2 separate regions of the Rattus norvegicus genome follow, and region 1 is linked to region 2. The links are chromatin contacts, called in public Hi-C maps. All regions are on one chromosome and are shown on one strand. Each heading gives the region's core, a stretch centred on a gene start, on an enhancer-like site or on the middle of the called end of the contact. The rest is flanking DNA. Distances are from core to core; before and after follow the strand shown.

Evidence for each region. A called contact is a pair of places that touch in the nucleus more often than the background predicts.
Region 1: a contact with region 2 is called in a Hi-C map of the A7r5 cell line, with 3 times the contacts expected there. The contact joins two enhancer-like sites.

What each region holds. Positions count from the first base shown.
Region 1 is chr9:118,258,057-118,262,883 of GRCr8, reverse strand. No RefSeq gene overlaps it. Among named protein-coding and RNA genes, the nearest start is that of Tgif1, 56 kb to the right of the region's middle. Within about 2 kb of position 3,098, at least 3 of the 93 cell types and tissues checked have an H3K27ac peak or open chromatin away from gene starts, as enhancers often do. A contact at or near this core is called in the A7r5 cell line, where this site is marked.
Region 2 is chr9:118,092,644-118,097,323 of GRCr8, reverse strand. The region is part of intron 7 of Dlgap1 (DLG associated protein 1); the gene reads right to left. All of the region lies in intron 2 of LOC102555426 (a long non-coding RNA gene), which reads left to right. Among named protein-coding and RNA genes, the nearest start is that of Tgif1, 110 kb to the left of the region's middle. Within about 2 kb of position 1,608, at least 26 of the 93 cell types and tissues checked have an H3K27ac peak or open chromatin away from gene starts, as enhancers often do. A contact at or near this core is called in the A7r5 cell line, where this site is marked.

The DNA.
Region 1 (4,827 bases), core at 1,849-4,348, 160 kb before region 2:
CATGTTCACACATGTCCACACATTCTTGTGGGCATGCGCGCACACACGACGATGTAAAATCAAAGGCTTTGACACATTGAATCACTGGACGGGAAAGACGAAAGGCGTTTCAGTTTCCCCGTAACAGTTAATCACTGAAGAATGGAACTTTAGAATTGCCTGGTTACCTTCACCTATGAGACACAACATTGATGGCATGCTCACGCACTGCTTGACAAAAGGGACGCCTCTCAGTGTACATCCCTAGGTGATTTTGTCACTGTCTAAGCATCACAGAGCAGGCTTACATAAATGGCCTTCAAAGCCACCAGCTAATACACCATGTCAGGAGTTGGCCCATCCTTGACCAAATGCTGTTGCATGACGTGTACCATATTTCAGAAGGATGCGTGGTCTGTTAGCATCATTCCCTGAGTGCTAAGTTCGCCTGTCTACGGGGTCTGTTCTCTTTTCCCCTTTCAATAAGTGAGTTAGAATTGAGCTGACTCACACACGTAGAGCTTCCGTGGACCGCTACTGTTCAGCAAATCTTGGGTGCAAACTGCATTTCAAAGTTGGGCCTTGCGCTCTTCAATAGCTTTTCGTTACTCCCTGAGCTCAGCTCATATTTCCCCCTTTTGAAAGGCATGAGCATCTCATTCGCTCCCAAACTTGGCTGTTGATCAACTTTCCAAGCACAAAACTTTTGCTTCAGCAGGACTCTGAGTTCAGAGCAAAGCAAAAATCATAGTCCCTCCTACAGAGCTTCATGCACAGTAACAGTACAAAAATATCCGCCGTGTGGATCCATGAATATGGAAATGTGGATGTGCAGGCAGCCACGGTGCCTTCGGCAGGGCAGTTGGCCCTCTTGGGGGAGTGATATGCTACAGAAATACTGCATTTAGATTCAGAAGAACTGGCCCCTGCCTTCCCAGCATGTAACCTGTAAGCCAGTTCCGGCCAATGAAAGCACAACACAGCTTATAAATGCAAGCTGACTACCTAATTGTCTATATTCAGTAGCTCTAGTTTTAAAAGCAAGAATAGGTGAAGTTAATTTTAAGATGGTGTTCAGCTTAACCCAATGTGTTTAGAATGTTACTTCATCACATAATGGATATACACATAAAGACTTAAAATTTGAAAATTTTTGAGAGTTCTCACAAGATCGCTCTGGCTAGCCTCCAGCTCACAAAGACCCACCCACCCCCACCCTGGCTGTTCTTACTGTTAATTATATGTATATGCATGTATCTGAGGTTTGGGTACCTGAATGCAGTGCCAGAGGAGGCCAGAAGAGAGCAGTGAATTTCTTGGCTCTTGAGTTTCAGGGTTTTGTGAGCCACTTGATGCAGGGGAATCAAACTCCAGTTTCTTGCAAAGGCAGCGTGCACTCTTAACCACCAGGCCATTTCTCCAGCTCCCCACTACACACTACACTGCCTTCATTGTGCTCGGGACTAAACTCAGTGTCTTCTGCCTGTAAACGTGCACTCCACCACTGAGTTACACCCCCCGAGTCCGACATGGATCACTGATGGGATATCTTACATTCTCCTCTCATTCTGTTCTTCAAGCAGATGTGTGGTTTCCCCCTTAGCCTGGATCACCCCAGATCAATTGCCCACTAACATGTGGAGCGGCTCTGGGGTTGCGTTAGCCACAAACACAGCCTGGTTTCCTTATTCGTGACTGTGCTATAGACCTACCTCATCAGGTTCTATACGGATACAAGGAAGAATGGAGTGTGTAGGTGGACGGTGGCCTATTCCTTGCAGGTTTGTTTCTTGCTGTGCTCTCAAGAATGGTTAAGTGGGGACTCTGCTCGCTCACGTCACGCTTCTGCTTTAGGAGAGGCAAAGTAAGTCATTTAGCCACACCGGAATGTCAGAGGGACTGTAAGCCTCCCATGCATGTGCAGAGGGTGGAAAGGAAGACGAATCTGCTGAACTCATTTGGATGAAGACGCTTTAACCATTGTGAATGGGATTTATGCAGTTTTAGTCATGTGGTGGCTAATTTGGTGGTGGTGGTGGTGGGTGTTGACATGATCAAGTGATGCGTAAAGGTAGGGCGTAATTCACTTCTGGGCACGTCAGTGAGCGTGTTTCCAGAGCGAGAGCCAACTGAGTGGGAGAGAACTGCACCCGGTGTGGACGGGGTGGACCCAGGAAGATTCTCTCCGAGTTAGCCATCATCTGCCACTGCTGATCTCAGTTTTCAGACTCAGGTTTCCTTGGTCTCTGAAATTCCTACCGGTGCCCACTGGTACTTGAGGTTGTTGCCTCTGCCTGTGGGCTGCAGCCTTGCCTCCTTGGTGGTAGCTTGCCACTTCTTAGATGGATTCACACTAGTAGCTTGTAGAGTGGAACTTCCTGCATCTGTGGTCTTGAAAGCCAGTCCAGTAAGTCCAAACACATACGTAAGTACATACACACATCACTCCTAGGTTCAGACTGTTTACAAAAAGAAGCCCAAGACAGGAGGCATCATGCTTTGGGGTAAGGGCATCGCCTCACGTAGCTTAAGCTGCCCTCAAACTCCTTGTCTTCCTGTGTCCGACCCCCAAGGGCCAACATTACAGATGTATGTCTCCACACCCAATGCCCAACATTCAAACTTACCCGAGATTGGAGTCATTTTTAAGTTTCAGTTTCTGGATGACTTTGGATTTGGACTAGGGCTTTTCTCTAACGAGTCACTGCCATTGGCATACTTGCTAGGGTTCAGCTATTACGGGGTCTCAGGTCATGTCTGGGGCTTAGCTAAAACAACAAGTCCCTCTACTTGTCCGTGTCTAGGTCTTCATTTAGCTCTAAATGTTCTCTGAGGACACAGAATTAAACTCCTCTTGATTTTGTTTCTTGCGGGTTTTTTGTTTGTTTGCTTGCTCTGAGGTTGTCTTTCTGTGTAGCTCAGGCTGGCCTGGAGCTCCCAATTTTCTGCCTCTGCTTCCCAATTGCTGGGATTACAGGTGCCAGCCAATGCTGCTATTAAATCCTTTGTAGGCGCTTCCCTGTTGCTGCCTGCCTCCTCAGTCTGTACAGAGTGCAGACACTCTCTGCCCCTGCTTGCCCCAGCATCTCAAAAGGCAGGTTAAGGGTGGGACTTATGACTCACGCTGGCCTTTTCAAGCTGGGGAATTCATGTTGGGCCCAGGGCTACTCTGGAAGGAACAGCCGGAGCCAGACTTCCCCTTCCTGCCTGCTTTCCAGTTCCATCTCGGCCCAGCCCAGTGGACAGCGCTCCCCAAAGCAGGGCAGCCCTCTATGTTCATGGCAGGTCGCCTCCCACCACCCACTCAAGGCACAGAGTGTTCACTGAGCTCTTAGGGCTTGCCGGCTGGGGGATACGTGATGATGCTGTAAATGATGAGCTCTCTGTGTAAAAAACTGTTAACAATAAGTCATCTCTCGTAAAATTCACCTTTGCCACGTTCCTTTAGCATGTTTAGGGGTCCTGAATGATAAACACAAATTTCTATACCTCCCTCACCTGGTGCTTTCTACCAGTGAGGATGCTTGCAGAACAGAACATAAGCACATAGGTTTCTCAGAGTCGACCTGGACTCTGTGGGTGTAGACTTTTAACCGTCCTTTCACCAGTGAGATATGAAGGAACTTGTTCAAGTGCGTTACATTAAATTTGGAAGTAGTGATTTTCTTCCGCCCAGCGTGCCTGCCTTTGAAGAGTCTCTCTCTTAACTGACTCTAGAAGCTCTAAGTGGAACTACCAGCTCTGCTAGTGACCTGGGGGTGGGGGTGGGGGCACCTGCTGTGAGGACCATTCTGGAGGCTGCATCACCTCATAGGTTTGAGGTTTCTTTCAGCCTCTGTCTGCAGGGATATTCCTAGGGGGTTAGAACAGAGATTCTGTCTGGTCTGGAGATTTGTTTCTTTTAAATGGAAATTGAGGTGTGAGGTTGGGTGCTGTGCTGCACGCACGCATGCACGTCCTTGATCCCAGACCTCAGGAGGTGGGCAGATCTCTGTGAGTTTGAGGCCAGCCTGGTCTACATAGTGTGTTCCAGGACAGCCAGGGCTACCTAAGATAGATAGATTAGATAGATAGATAGATAGATAGATAGATAGATAGATAGATAGAAGAGAGAGCTTGGTGGCTAGAACTGAAACTTACTCTCTGTAAATCATATTAATATCTCAGTATAAACCATATCTTGAAATGAGTCTGATTATGAAGACCCCAAAATATACCACTTTGGTAAAAGGATTATTTTGAGCAAAGGCAACTGAGAATCAACAGATCCATCAGCTTGACCTCCCCTTTTGTGAAGGTATTTCACAATAACTTCACCTTTATCTGCTGAACAATCTCACTCATCTGCGGTCCACCATTTTAAATGCTTCAAAACATTGTTACTTCCAAAGGACTTCAAAACCATCAGGCAGTCCTCCAGTACCTCTGAGCCCTTGGCAACTGCCCAATGCTTGCATCAGTCTGCCATCCTGGAAATCTCCCATCTGGAGAATCCTAACACGCAGCTTCTTTCACTTAGCCTAATGTTCGTATTACACAGCTGTGACAAGTATCCGAACTTCATTGGTTTGGTGGGCAGGATACTGAACAAGCATTAGCGCACACACACATATGTGCACATGGACATGCACACACTCATGCACTCACACACATGCACACACAAACACGCATGCACGCACACTCAATGCATTCACGTGCACGAGTGCATGTGCACCCACGCGCTTGCACTCGAGCACACACACACACACACACACACACACACGTGCGCGCGCACGCGCACAGTGGGGAGGACAGCTGCTCCACCTGTCTGTCTGTGGGTGAATACTGACTCTTTCTCACACCCTGTGT
Region 2 (4,680 bases), core at 359-2,858:
AAAGTCCGAATTTTCCAAATAATTCTGAAGGTTTACAAGCTACATGCCTGGAGCCAGCAAGCTATTGCACTAGGGACGGTGAGAGGAGAAGCACAGAATCTCATTAAAGGACTAATTATTCCACCTCTCTCTCTAGCATGGGTTAAGGTGAGGCTGTTTTCCTAGGGATGGTCTTTTGGCCAAGTGAAGAACCTGGACCAGTTGGAAGGTTAGATGGTTACACAGTCCATAGATTCTATTCTCTTTACAAGATCTTCCCCTCCCCCCGGAGCTGAGGACCGAACCCCCACCTCCCCCTTTTTTAACTGTAACATTATCTGTCCCCTTCGTGACTGGGTTATTTCAGTTACATCCACCTGTCCATCCATCCATCTATCCATCCATCCATCCATCCATCCATCCATCCATCCATCCATCCATCCATCCGTATATACAGATATATATGTACATAATGCATAAATATAGGCTTATAATAAATAAATATTATATCAAATAGATTCATCAGTATGAATTAATTAATTTATATATGGTCAGGCAGAAGGGATACATTTACTCTCCACTCTTCCCTCTCTCTGCTGCCTGTGACAGCCCTTCTCTGGCTGGTTGGAAAGATCCCACTTTCAACACACCCATGAGGTCATTCCTCCAGCCCTGGCTTGAAGGCCAAATCACACAGACACTGATTAGAATCTTGGAACTGGCTGCTTCATATCAGTGATCACAGCTGGGTAGGCTCTGAGTTCTCATCTGTACAGTGGCTGTGCGGAAGGCACTGCCCCGATGGAATCGATGGAATCGTTAGGTTTAAACGGAGACCCCAGAGGCTAACACTACTTAAGTAGCCACGGTTACTAGTGTTTTTGTTTGTACAGGCTAACATCAGTCCTCAATCCCCAAGCTTTGTTTGCATCCATGATCCCTATAGACGCTTACATTCATATACATGAGGAATCTCTCTCTCTTCTCCCTTTCTTCCTTTGTCTTTTCTGTAACGCTGAGCTCCAAAAACCTTGCACATTCTAGGTGAGTGTTCTACCCCTGAACCACACCTCCCAACCCTAGAGAGTCTTCTGTTCACACATCCATGAAGAAACTCAGTACCAGCAGCACCTAAAACACATCAGGGCTGGGAGTGCAGTCTAAACACTTGCTTAGCATGCAAAAGGCCTTGGGTTTCATTCCATCACATGAAGAAAAGTAGGGTTCAGGTGGCTTCCACCTAATGCAGCGTTCTTAGTAAGGTGGGGGATACTGGACCTGACTGAGTAGCAATCGTGGGTTTCCTCACTGTTTCCACGCCTCTGACCACCCATGAGTGGTACTTTTCCTCCCTCCACCTCAGCTGGGCCTCCACATCACCCTGACAGCTGCTGCCACATTCCAGGGCTCCAGTGGCGGAAGTAAGGCTGAGATCTTTCTGGGTGAGTGACAGTGTTTGAAATGAGATTAACCGAACGCCAGGGTTGGGGAAAACAGCTTTTTTCTGAGTCACCTCAGTCCCACCTTCCTCATGACATACAACTGAACTTGTTGGCCTGTGTGGTAGTGCGTCAGCCTTGGGCTGTGAGACAGTGGGCTCTTGTAACCTGGTAGCACTGCGTCTACTTGGGCTAAGCGAGCCAGAAACTGGCTACCACTGCGTGTCCTTGACTCTGGGGTTCAGCCTGGCCTGTGTGTGTCTTTGTTCGAGTCACTCTGTTTCTCTGCCCCCTGGTGGCAGATGAGGGTCACTCTGGCTTTCTCGTCGATGTTGCAGGGTTTTTCCTCAACCAACACGTGACAAGGACAGCATTCCAGGAAACCGGAAGGGCTGGGTGGGCCTCTGGGATTTCAAAGTTGACAGCTTTGCTCAGCTGGCAGGTTCCGTCCTGCTGTGTCATTTTCCCTGAGCTATAGGACTTTTTTTTTTTTTTTTTTTTTTTGCAGGACACTTACCACCCAACTCTCCCAGGCTATCCCCTCTGTTCTACAAGCCCGTCCATTCTTCCCTAAAGAATTTAACTTCTTAGGATTCATCTTCCACCCACGGTCAGAGAACGAAGGGAACTAGCAGGTATAAAAGTTTAACTGCACTTTAAACTCAGTTTTATTCGGCTTCCTCTGTCTAACTCAGTGGTTCCAAACATATGGGTGTAGACCCCTTTGGGGTTAGAATGACACTTCCAAAGTAATCAACTAAGACCTTAGGAAAACACAGATACCTACATCATGATTCCTAAGAGTAGCAAATTTACAGTTACAAAGTAGCAAAGAAAATAATCTTAGGGTTGGGAATCACAGCAACATGAGGAATTGTTTTAAAAGGGTCCCAGCTTTAGGAAGGTTGAGAGCCACTGCCCTAACTAGAAGGAGAGCTGGGCCACTTCACCCAAGGAGAAAAATAACTCAAATATTAAGAAACATGCAGTCTGGCTTTCCCTGCACCCTCCTTCCGGTTCTAAAAGTCCCCACGGATGCTCACAGCGGAAAGTCCACCTACCACACACAGAACACAAAAGGGAAAACCAGCCGGGAGGCTCTGGCTGTGAATTGTGGGCAAAGAGCCTCTGCTCCCCCTGCTGAGGCCATGAGGTAATGTCTGTGGGAAGCCCAGTTCTCATCCCTGTCTTGCAAGCAGAACTTGGTACCTGTACCTGCTGCTTGGATGCACAGTACCCTGAATCACATACCCATCAAATTTATGATGACTGATTTCATGAGAAACTACAGGCTGAGCATCATAGCTCCTGCCTGTGATATCACCATTCAAAAGGCTGAGGCAGGAGGATCAAATTAAATTCAAGGATATACAGTGGGTTCTAGGCTTCTCTCTCTCTCTCTCTCTCTCTCTCTCTCTCTCTCTCTCTCTCTCTCTGCCTGTCTCTGTCTGTCTCATATATAATATACACATTTATATGTATAAACACACACACGTATAAACATATTTTGTATAAGGAGCTAACGTGCTCCCACCCATTTGCTTTGGAGATCAAGTTCTTGTGCAGCTGAGTGGCCTTTTCTTTCGCAGTGTCTGCCATTGGTGTTGAGTGTGTGCTTGTGACTGTGTTGGGTGGAGTGGCTGAGGAATGGTGTTAAGAAGTGGTTGTTTCAGCTGAGGCACTTGGCACAGGTGAAGCTCACTGCTTCCTATGTGTCAACTTCTTCAGGGCAGCAACTGTCAATGATCTGCTTCCGGCTCCTGGGGGGGAGGGGGGGGGACCAAAGCCACCAAGTCAGTCATCGGCTACATAAACAGACTGTCTTCCAGGAGATTAGGTTTGGGGAAATGTTAAGCATTCACAGTAGAAAGTGTCTGGCTTTAAGCTCTTTACGGTAGAGGCTCCTAATATTTATTAGGGACACTAGGTCTGGGTTGGGATAGAGCGGTGGTTCTCGACCTTTCTAATGCTGCGACCCTTTAACAGCGTTCCTCATGTTGAGGCGACTTCCAACGATAAAGTTATTTCATTGCAACTTCATAACTGTAATTTTGCTACTGTCATGAATCATAATGTAAATATCTGATATGTGACCCCAGTGAGGGTCACGACCAAAGGTTGGGAACCGCCGGCAGAGAGTGTTATAGGGAGATGTTCAGTTTTAGGTCATGGAGGTGTTTGTACAACTTGGCAATTGTGTATATATATATATATATATATATATATATATGTATATGTATATACATATATATATATATTACATATACATATACTTAAACACATTAATTTTTAATTACGTACATGCGTGTATGTGTTTGTGTCTCTCTGTGGGTATATGTGTGCATGAGTGTAGGTGGCCACTGCGTCCAGAAGAGAGGGTTAGATTCTCTGAGGTTGGAGTTATAGGTATTTACAAGCCACCCGTCCCAGGTGCCGGGACCCAGATTCTATACCTTCGCATGTGCTGTTACCCACCGAGCCCTCTCTCCAGCTCCCTGAATCATTTACCTTGAAAAGGTGAACTTTACAGATGTGAATTCTACGAAACTGATACTACTAACAACTAACAACTCATCTCTCGGAGGTACCCAAAAGTGGCCTTGAGATTGTGTTTGTGTGTTTCTCTCTATGTAATTTGTAGTATGAGGGATGGAGCTCAGGGCCAGGTATGCTGGGTAAGCGCTCCACAGTGAACCACATCTCCGGACCTTTTATTGTTACTGTCGTTTTTGGGCATAGGGTCTCATATGTCGAAGACTGGCCTCAAATTTCCTTTGTAGCTGAGGATAACCTTGAACTTCTGACCTTCCTTCCTCTCCCTATTTTCCAAGTACTGGCATCACATGGGTTCTGGTTTGTTTGGTGCTGGGTGTTGAACTTCAGGACTTTATCAACGGAGTTACATCTTCCCACCCTCCTTCCTATCACCTGCTATGTCCCCTGCTATGGCTTAGGTAAGTGTTCCTGTCCTGGATAGTTTAATGCCAGTGTGATACAAGCTAGAGTCATCTGAAAGGGAACTTCAGTAGAGAAAATGCCTCCATAAGATCCAGCTTAGGGCATTTTTTTAGTTAGTGACTGATGTGGGAGGACCCACATGGTGGGTGGGGTCAAGTGCCCTTGAAGGGGTAGCCTTCTCTTTGCTTCTCAGAAGACAATCAGTAAGCAGCTCCCTCTGCTGGCCACTTAGCACCATCACGCTCTGTCATAGGTCTGGTGACGGGGGTGGGGGTGGGGGCTAGGGGGCTGACACTTCTGCAAC